2 separate regions of the Mus musculus genome follow, and region 1 is linked to region 2. Evidence: chromatin contacts called from public promoter capture Hi-C data. All regions are on one chromosome and are shown on one strand. The core of a region is the stretch at or near the end of the contact, and the rest is flanking DNA. Distances in the headings are between cores, read along the strand shown.

Region 1 (3,458 bases), core at 507-3,006, 2.0 Mb before region 2:
ATAATCATATATGGGTATATGGATGTAAATGTGTATGGAAAAAATATATATGGATATAAAGGCACACAAGCCTGTAGGATAGGAAACACTGGTATATAAGACTCATATAGGAAAATGACGAGGGAGATATCTGCAGCTTTACAGTCTTCAAAGGACAGCTCACAAGTGGCAAGTTGACAAAAGTATCAGAAAGCAGACACCCTGACATCTGTAAAAGACAAAGTTAGGTGTAATAATGAGAGAGCATCAGAAAAACAGTAGCCTAAAATTGGCTATACTTCTGAGGACAAAATATATTTTCTATGTAACAGTTATGAGAAGAAGCGCTTGCTATTTCGGTTGTAGTTCTCAACATCTCACTAGAGGGCAGTGTTGCTTCTAAAACCAGAGCTGGCCTCTCATCTAGAGGACACTCATTTCTGGGTTGCACGTATATTTAAAGAAAAGGTAAAGTCAAGTCTTTCCAGTCTTCCCTAGGAGATGGTAAATGTCAAATGTGAATTCTCCCAAGAGCCCCATCCAATTTTGACTGGTTGTAGCCCCAGGGGAGCCAGATAAAAAAAGTGAAGAGAGCTTGGAAGGAACTGGGTAGCAGATCTGATTTTAGTGTCTGTACTAACCAGTCAGTAGACAAGGTCCTTGGGCTTTCATTTCCTCTGTTAAATAAAAGAGCTGCCCTAGATGACTCCTAACACCCCAGCTCATCCTTAAAATGCTAGAATTTTAATAAATTTCTGGCCCTGAAGGGCTGAAAAATTTCTTGGTGCTATTGGCCACGTAAGGAAGAAGTAAAATCTTGAATTATGAAATAATTAGTAATTTAAATGCATTTAATGATCTAAGTGAGATTCAGTACGTCGTCCAACTCTCCAGGGACCTTAGAGCCATTGTCTACATTTGCTCATGGTGTGATTAATGCTACCGAATCCCTGCTCTCCTCTTGGTTACTAGCTTGGTGGAAGGAGCAAAATGTAATGATTTAGAATTATATGTAGAAAGGAGGCTGGACCCTCGTCGAGAACGGTTTAGGGTAGAGACTAAACCTGCCAATGACCTTGTCGCTATGTGGCTTCCATCATCTCTGTGTTTCATTCGGCGGCGTTCCCAGGGTTTTCGTTGCTCTGCTTCCTCTTACCCTACCTACCCCTTAAACCCAACTCCTTGTTGTATTGACTCAGATTACTGAGTGAATGTAGAATCCGCTCATAGAACCCGAGACAAACTGTGGAACTCCAGGGTCCTAGTGCGTGGACTTCACTTCTAAGGATTGGCAGGAGAGCCAGTGATTGACCCTTGGCTGTGCCAAGTGTCACTACTACACCCCTCCAAACACTCTAACCTTCTCGCTCAACATCTTCTTTATTCCAGATTTGCTGTTTTGCAGTGTTTCCTCCGTCATCTCACTGCCGCCCGCAAACCACCCCACCCGCGTCCCATTTCTTGAACCTTCAGGCCGCTTTCGTCTCCTTTCTAAACTTCCTAAAATGTACTCTGAGTGCCTGTGGGTGCGCACACTGGCGCGCGCATCCTCGCCTAGTACCGGGGCCAGCTGGGCTGGGCAGGCTCCGAGCAACAGAACACATTCCATTCTTCGCGCTCGGGCACACCCCTCCGCGGTGAGGATTGGTCGGCCCGAACCCCCTCGGTGAGCCTCGGCTCCTGAGAGGCCGGGGAGCCTGCCAATCCCCACGGGCTGTCAAAACAAGTCTTCCCTCCCTGTCACAGGCGAGCGGAGTGGAGGCCGCCCCGCCGCCGCACTTCCTGGGGCCGCCGTGCTGCGGTCGGCGGGCAGGTGGCTGGTGGCCGATCCGCAGTCGCCGCTCCGGCCGCGCACGTCCCGGCTCCGAGGCTCCTGGCTCCGGCGCCCACTGCCTTTTGTCTGCACAGAGCCGGCGCTCGCCTCGCGTCTCCAGTACCTCCCGCTGCTTTTCGCCTGCTTCTCCCTCCCGCTCACATCTTCTCCCCGCCCCCGCCGCCCGTCCGCGCCGGCCCGCTGACCTCCTGGACCACAGCCCGAGGACGCCTCTGCCGGAGCGATGTCTCCTTTCTACAAAGTTGTGGCTGCCACTGCAGCGGCCGTGGCGCGCTAAAACAAAGTCTAGCGGGGTTTCCTTCTGGTGCCTGAGCGCACCCGTGCCCGGGGCTGGACGCCGCTGGCGGTCGTGCTGTCTCGCCGGGAGCCTAAAACGTGCTTGGCTATGGCTGAGGGCGCGGCTAGCAGGGAGGCTCCGGCGCCTCTCGACGTTGCCGGGGGCGAAGACGACCCCCGAGCCGGCGCCGACGCTGCCTCAGGGGACGCCCCACCCCCGGCCTTGGGGGGCCGGATGAGGGACCGTCGCAGTGGGGTCGCGCTGCCGGGCGCTGCGGGGGTCCCCGCGGATAGCGAGGCCGGCCTCCTGGAGGCTGCACGAGCGACCCCCCGGCGTAGCAGCATCATCAAGGTAAGCGGAGCAGCAGCGGCCCAGAGCCTGGTATGGGTGCCGGGTGGGTAGGGGACATCCCCCCTCCAGCCCCTGGGCAGGATGTTCATTGCCCTAGGCGTCGCAGGCTGGGCATTGTTTTCTCCCACCTCCTTCATCGCCAAACCTTCCTGCCTAGTCCGGAGGTTCCCAGAATCAGCTGTTGGCCTTGAGAAGCAGAAGTGACTTCCTCTCTGACAGCGGAGGAAAAGTTCTCTGCGCTTCTGCGGTTTGATGGATGCTTTCCCTCATTTTCTCACTAACCGGTGGATGGGAGGAGGAAGGGTGAACTTGGGATAAATGCAGAGACCTGCGGGCTGGCTGTGCATTCTCCAGCGGAGAGCTAGCTTTCCCGAACAGCAAAGGCAAAGCACAGCTTACTTTTAATTGTGTGTGGGAAATCTCCCCCATACAGAAATGGTTCTGAAATCCTGAAACGCCTGAACTTTGCAGATAGGCAGGCAGAGTTTGCAGCGGACGCTGCAGCATAGAAAGGATGAAGGAAGAGCTTAGAGGTTTTGCGCTGCAGAAAACACACATCCGGGAAAACGTTCCCAGACTCCCCTAGCACCCCCAGAGGATTTGCCTTTATCCATCTGCCAAGGAATTGTAAACCTTTCTTCGCCCTATTTATTTATTTCTGTCTTCCACTTTGAACTTGTTTCCCATGTTCGAAAGTTCATCTTTTGGGTGCATGACTTTGGAGTAATCTTTTCAGGTAAGAGCCCTGGAATAGGGCTTCCTAGCATAGATCTATGTGAATACTACGTACATGTGAGATTAAAGCTGATCTTGGTAAAGCAGTCAGTGTGAATGTCCACCCATCTGTGATAAACACAGTACACCACAGGCGACAGCAAAAGGTCTAGGAGCCACCTATTATTCTTTCTGGATAGGCTCATACATTCAGAAAGCTTGCTTAGGTTTAAACCAAGCAATCGCGATGTAATGCGTGTCTTCTTTCCCACGCTAGCAGCACCAGTGTTTGTGCCCACATTC
Region 2 (3,477 bases), core at 126-2,625:
ACCCTGTCTCCATAATAATAATAATTCCAGCACAATTAAAAAATCTTGCTGGGAGGTGGCCTACATGGAGGTATTTCTTTTTATAAGTAAGAATATTATAATAGTAACAAATCATGTCTAAGGCCAAAACGCATATGACCAGGTACGGCTTATCACCTTTCCTGTAAGATAGTTATTTTCTAGGATTCTCATGAGCAAGATTAAAGCTCCACCAGCAGTAAAAGACTTGTCTTTTTATATTTTGGGGGTTTTTTTGGTTTTGTTTCTTCTTTGTTTGTTTTTGAGACAAGATTTCTCCATGAAGCCCTGGCTGTCCTGGGACTTGCTCTGTAGATCAGGTTGGCCTGGAACTCAGAGATCTGCCTGCCTCTGCCTCCTGAATGTTGGGATTAAAAGCATGTGCCACCACTGACCTGTAAAAAAAGACACATCTTAACCTCCTTGTGCAATGTTAGTGAACCATGGTTTTACCTGATCAAACTATAGTATTAGCCCAAAGCATCTCTCTTGAAACATGAACTACAACTTCTTAGTAAACTTAAACTCTGCCTTATATTGACTCAATTAGAAATTCTTCTAGGGTCATCAGTAATCCTGTCTTCTCAAAGGAACACTTCAGGCTGCTCCAGCAGCATAGCGTAGCTGTAGCTACAGATCCTATCTTACTACCACTAATATACTTCAGAGACTTTTTCCCTTAGAATAATCGCCAGAATCCTTACTCTGTTATTCTGATACTTGGACTTTCTTGAAAAGTCCTGAGAGCAAACTTATTTTCTTTTCTTAAATCTAACTGCTTTCTGCTACTTCTTTCTTTAAAAACTAAAGGGAGCCGGGCGGTGGTGGCGCACGCCTTTAGTCTCAGCACTTCGGAGGCTGAGGCAGGCGGATTTATGAGTTCGAGGCCAGCCTTGTCTACAGAGTGAGTTCCAGGACAGCAAGAGCTATACAGTGAAACCCTGTCTCGGAAAAAACAAAACAACAAAACAAAACTAAAGGGCTTAATCCTTAATTATGATTCTGGCTTAAATCAAGGAATGACTTGTACCAGAGGAAACCTACGAGACGATTTCCATTGGTTTCCCTGTTGCAATCCTTCATTAGACTGAAATATCGAGTTTCAAAAATCTAATATCTCGAAATACTCCAGGGGCTGTTAGGACCAAGCAAGAGAAGGGCGAGGGATCCTGAACTAGACTTTAGGAAAAACTCCATAGAAAGGGAGCACGTGAGGTCAGAAAGCCACACGCGCGACCTCTCAGTGAGCTTCGTGCCACCCAGCTTTCTCCGGTCATCCTGCTCCCCAAAAATGTGGGGCCGTTTCTCTCCGGGGCTTTGAATTCCCGAGCAGGGCTACAGGTCCCTTCCGCTCACTCCCTTGACAGCAGAGCGCCTTCTCTTCCCCCGAACAATCTCTGGGTTGCAGGAGAGCAGATGGGCCGCCAGAAGGTACCGGGGTGTCTCCCCTGCCTTTCCGCGGCGGGCCTCCTCACCTGTGGATAAAGATGCTCCATGAACTGCTCCCGGGAGACGCCCCGCAGCCGGGGTACCGGAAGACGCTGCTCAGCCATGGTGAAATTCACAGGCCTGGGAATTTGGACGAGTTCTTCCACGCGTGATTTCCCCTGGAAACACTACTCCGGAAGAAATGGTCCGCGTAGGTGACTGACCCCAGAGGGCGGCGGCTGGTTCGAAGTGCGCACGGCGGGGAGCCCGAGGGCTTCGGCCTGGGCTGAGGGCTAACACAGCCGAAATGAGAGGACTCACCCGAGGCGGCGGCAGCGAGGCGGCCTTGGCTCCACTTCTCCAACCCCGGCGAGCTGGTTTCCCTCCGGCCTGCTTTCAGTACTGCACAGGCATGCAGAGGTGAAAGGTCACAAACATGGCGCTGGCCGCCCGTCTCCTACCTCTGCCCCTGCTTTCCCGGCCGCTGCCCGGCCCGGTCACCCGACTCCGGACTCTCGGTAGCACCGAGGTGAGGCTGACGCTGACTGAAATTTGCTGCCTGTGCCGCCGTCGCCTGGGCTCAAGCGCGGCTCCGATCCCTCGCTACACTCGGGCCTGGACAAGCCCTGCGTTGCGTTCCTGGAGCTCCCGAAGATCCCTTCTCGGCCGGGTAGAACATCCTCCAGCCCTCGCTTCTTTACCCGCTAGTCCCAGCCGCAGCTACAGCACCGAGGAGCAGCCCCAGCAACGCCAGAGAACCAGAATGATCATTCTGGGATTTTCCAATCCCATCAACTGGGTCCGGACTCGAATTTACGCCTTCCTTATTTGGGCCTATTTCGACAAAGAGTTCAGTATCGCTGAGTTCTCTGAAGGGGCGAAGCAGGTTTGTTTGCTCCCCTAACTGACCTCTCTGCCTCGTGCATTCAGCGTTTCCGTGATCAAGTGTTTAGCCATGAAGTTTCTTCATTGCGACCCGTGGTATCCAACGATGGTAGTGACCTAGACACTGAATCTTTCGGCCACTTCAGGACTTTAATAAGCTTCTAAGTGTGTTCGCATGGTCGTCAGGGAGGAGGGGTTCATTCAAGAAACTAGGATGAAGGCCTAAGTTCAAAGCCTGTTTGTCAGTGCCACTCTAAAATTAGTTAATCCTTTGGGTATGATTTTTCCAGAATTAGAAGATTAGAGAAGACAGTGCCTGGCACACATAGTAGGCACTTCATAAGTATTTGTTAAGTAAATCGAATGGAGTAAGTTATGGTGAGGAATAAGATAACACTGCCAAAGTAATAACATATCATTTCAGGTACAAAGGCAGTTTCCTACCAGCTGTTTGACAGATCTGAATTGCCTTCTGCATTCTCTACCTATATATTCTGTCAAGGATAAGAGTTTGCTGAGGCTGCTGGTCTACTTAGTGTCCAGGTCTAGCACACTGGTGATTCCTAGCTCTGACTTTGCCCATCGTGACCTTTCTGAATAGCAAGTGATGTTGCCTTAACAATGGTCACTTTGAATCTCAAGATCATTGACACAGTTTGTGTGTACATGCTTTTCTTTCCAGGAAGACTTTTTAAATCTCCTTTCATTTTCTTAGGTTGTCAGTCCCTAGCATTTCAAAACTGTTGATTAATACAAAGGTAGAAGTCATAGTTTATTCTCCAGTTCATACTGGAATAGACCATCAGGATAATAATTTAACAACATTGACTATATGCTGGTATTTTTAATTTTACTTCTGACTTATTCAGATTTTCCCCAATTCCTAGCCATTTATACCCAACTCATGTAGTTGTAAATGAGTTCTCAACTTCGTGTAATCTGGGGCAGTATTAACTCCTGTCTCCCTGGGTCCACTCTTAGCTAATATATATGTTTGCTCAAAAATAAAAGTGAGCAAGCTTGAGTGATAATGCCTACCTAAGTATGAAGATAGGGTGAATTTGCTAGTCTGTTCTCTGTGTCAGTTGTGCACAGAGGGGTAAAATGGTGGGATCCTACTCCTTACTCTGCAGTGTCCACACATGA

Evidence for each region. Promoter capture Hi-C pulls out the DNA fragments that hold promoters and counts their contacts.
Region 1: a promoter capture Hi-C map of pre-B cells shows a contact between it and region 2. The contact joins the promoter of Plcl1 here to the promoter of Maip1 in region 2. A contact is called at or near these places in 4 of 39 promoter capture datasets (the 3T3-L1 cell line, hippocampal neurons, liver and 1 more), 2 of 484 Hi-C or Micro-C datasets (cortical neurons and pro-B cells), 4 of 115 datasets of contacts at active chromatin or transcription factors (embryonic forebrain, embryonic hindbrain, large pre-B cells and 1 more) and 1 of 9 other capture datasets (adipose tissue).

What each region holds. Positions count from the first base shown.
Region 1 is chr1:55,404,190-55,407,647 of GRCm38.p6, forward strand. Plcl1 (phospholipase C-like 1) reads left to right here and starts at 1,757. Exons shown (of 6, transcript NM_001114663.1): 1 at 1,757-2,441. The coding sequence starts at 2,199. It also overlaps the pseudogene Gm8531.
Region 2 is chr1:57,404,891-57,408,367 of GRCm38.p6, forward strand. It overlaps Maip1 (matrix AAA peptidase interacting protein 1), which reads left to right and starts at 1,376. Exons shown (of 5, transcript NM_001081181.3): 1 at 1,376-2,332. The coding sequence starts at 1,883. Tyw5 (tRNA-yW synthesizing protein 5) reads right to left here and starts at 1,784. Exons shown (of 8, transcript NM_001037742.2): 1 at 1,494-1,784. The coding sequence starts at 1,571.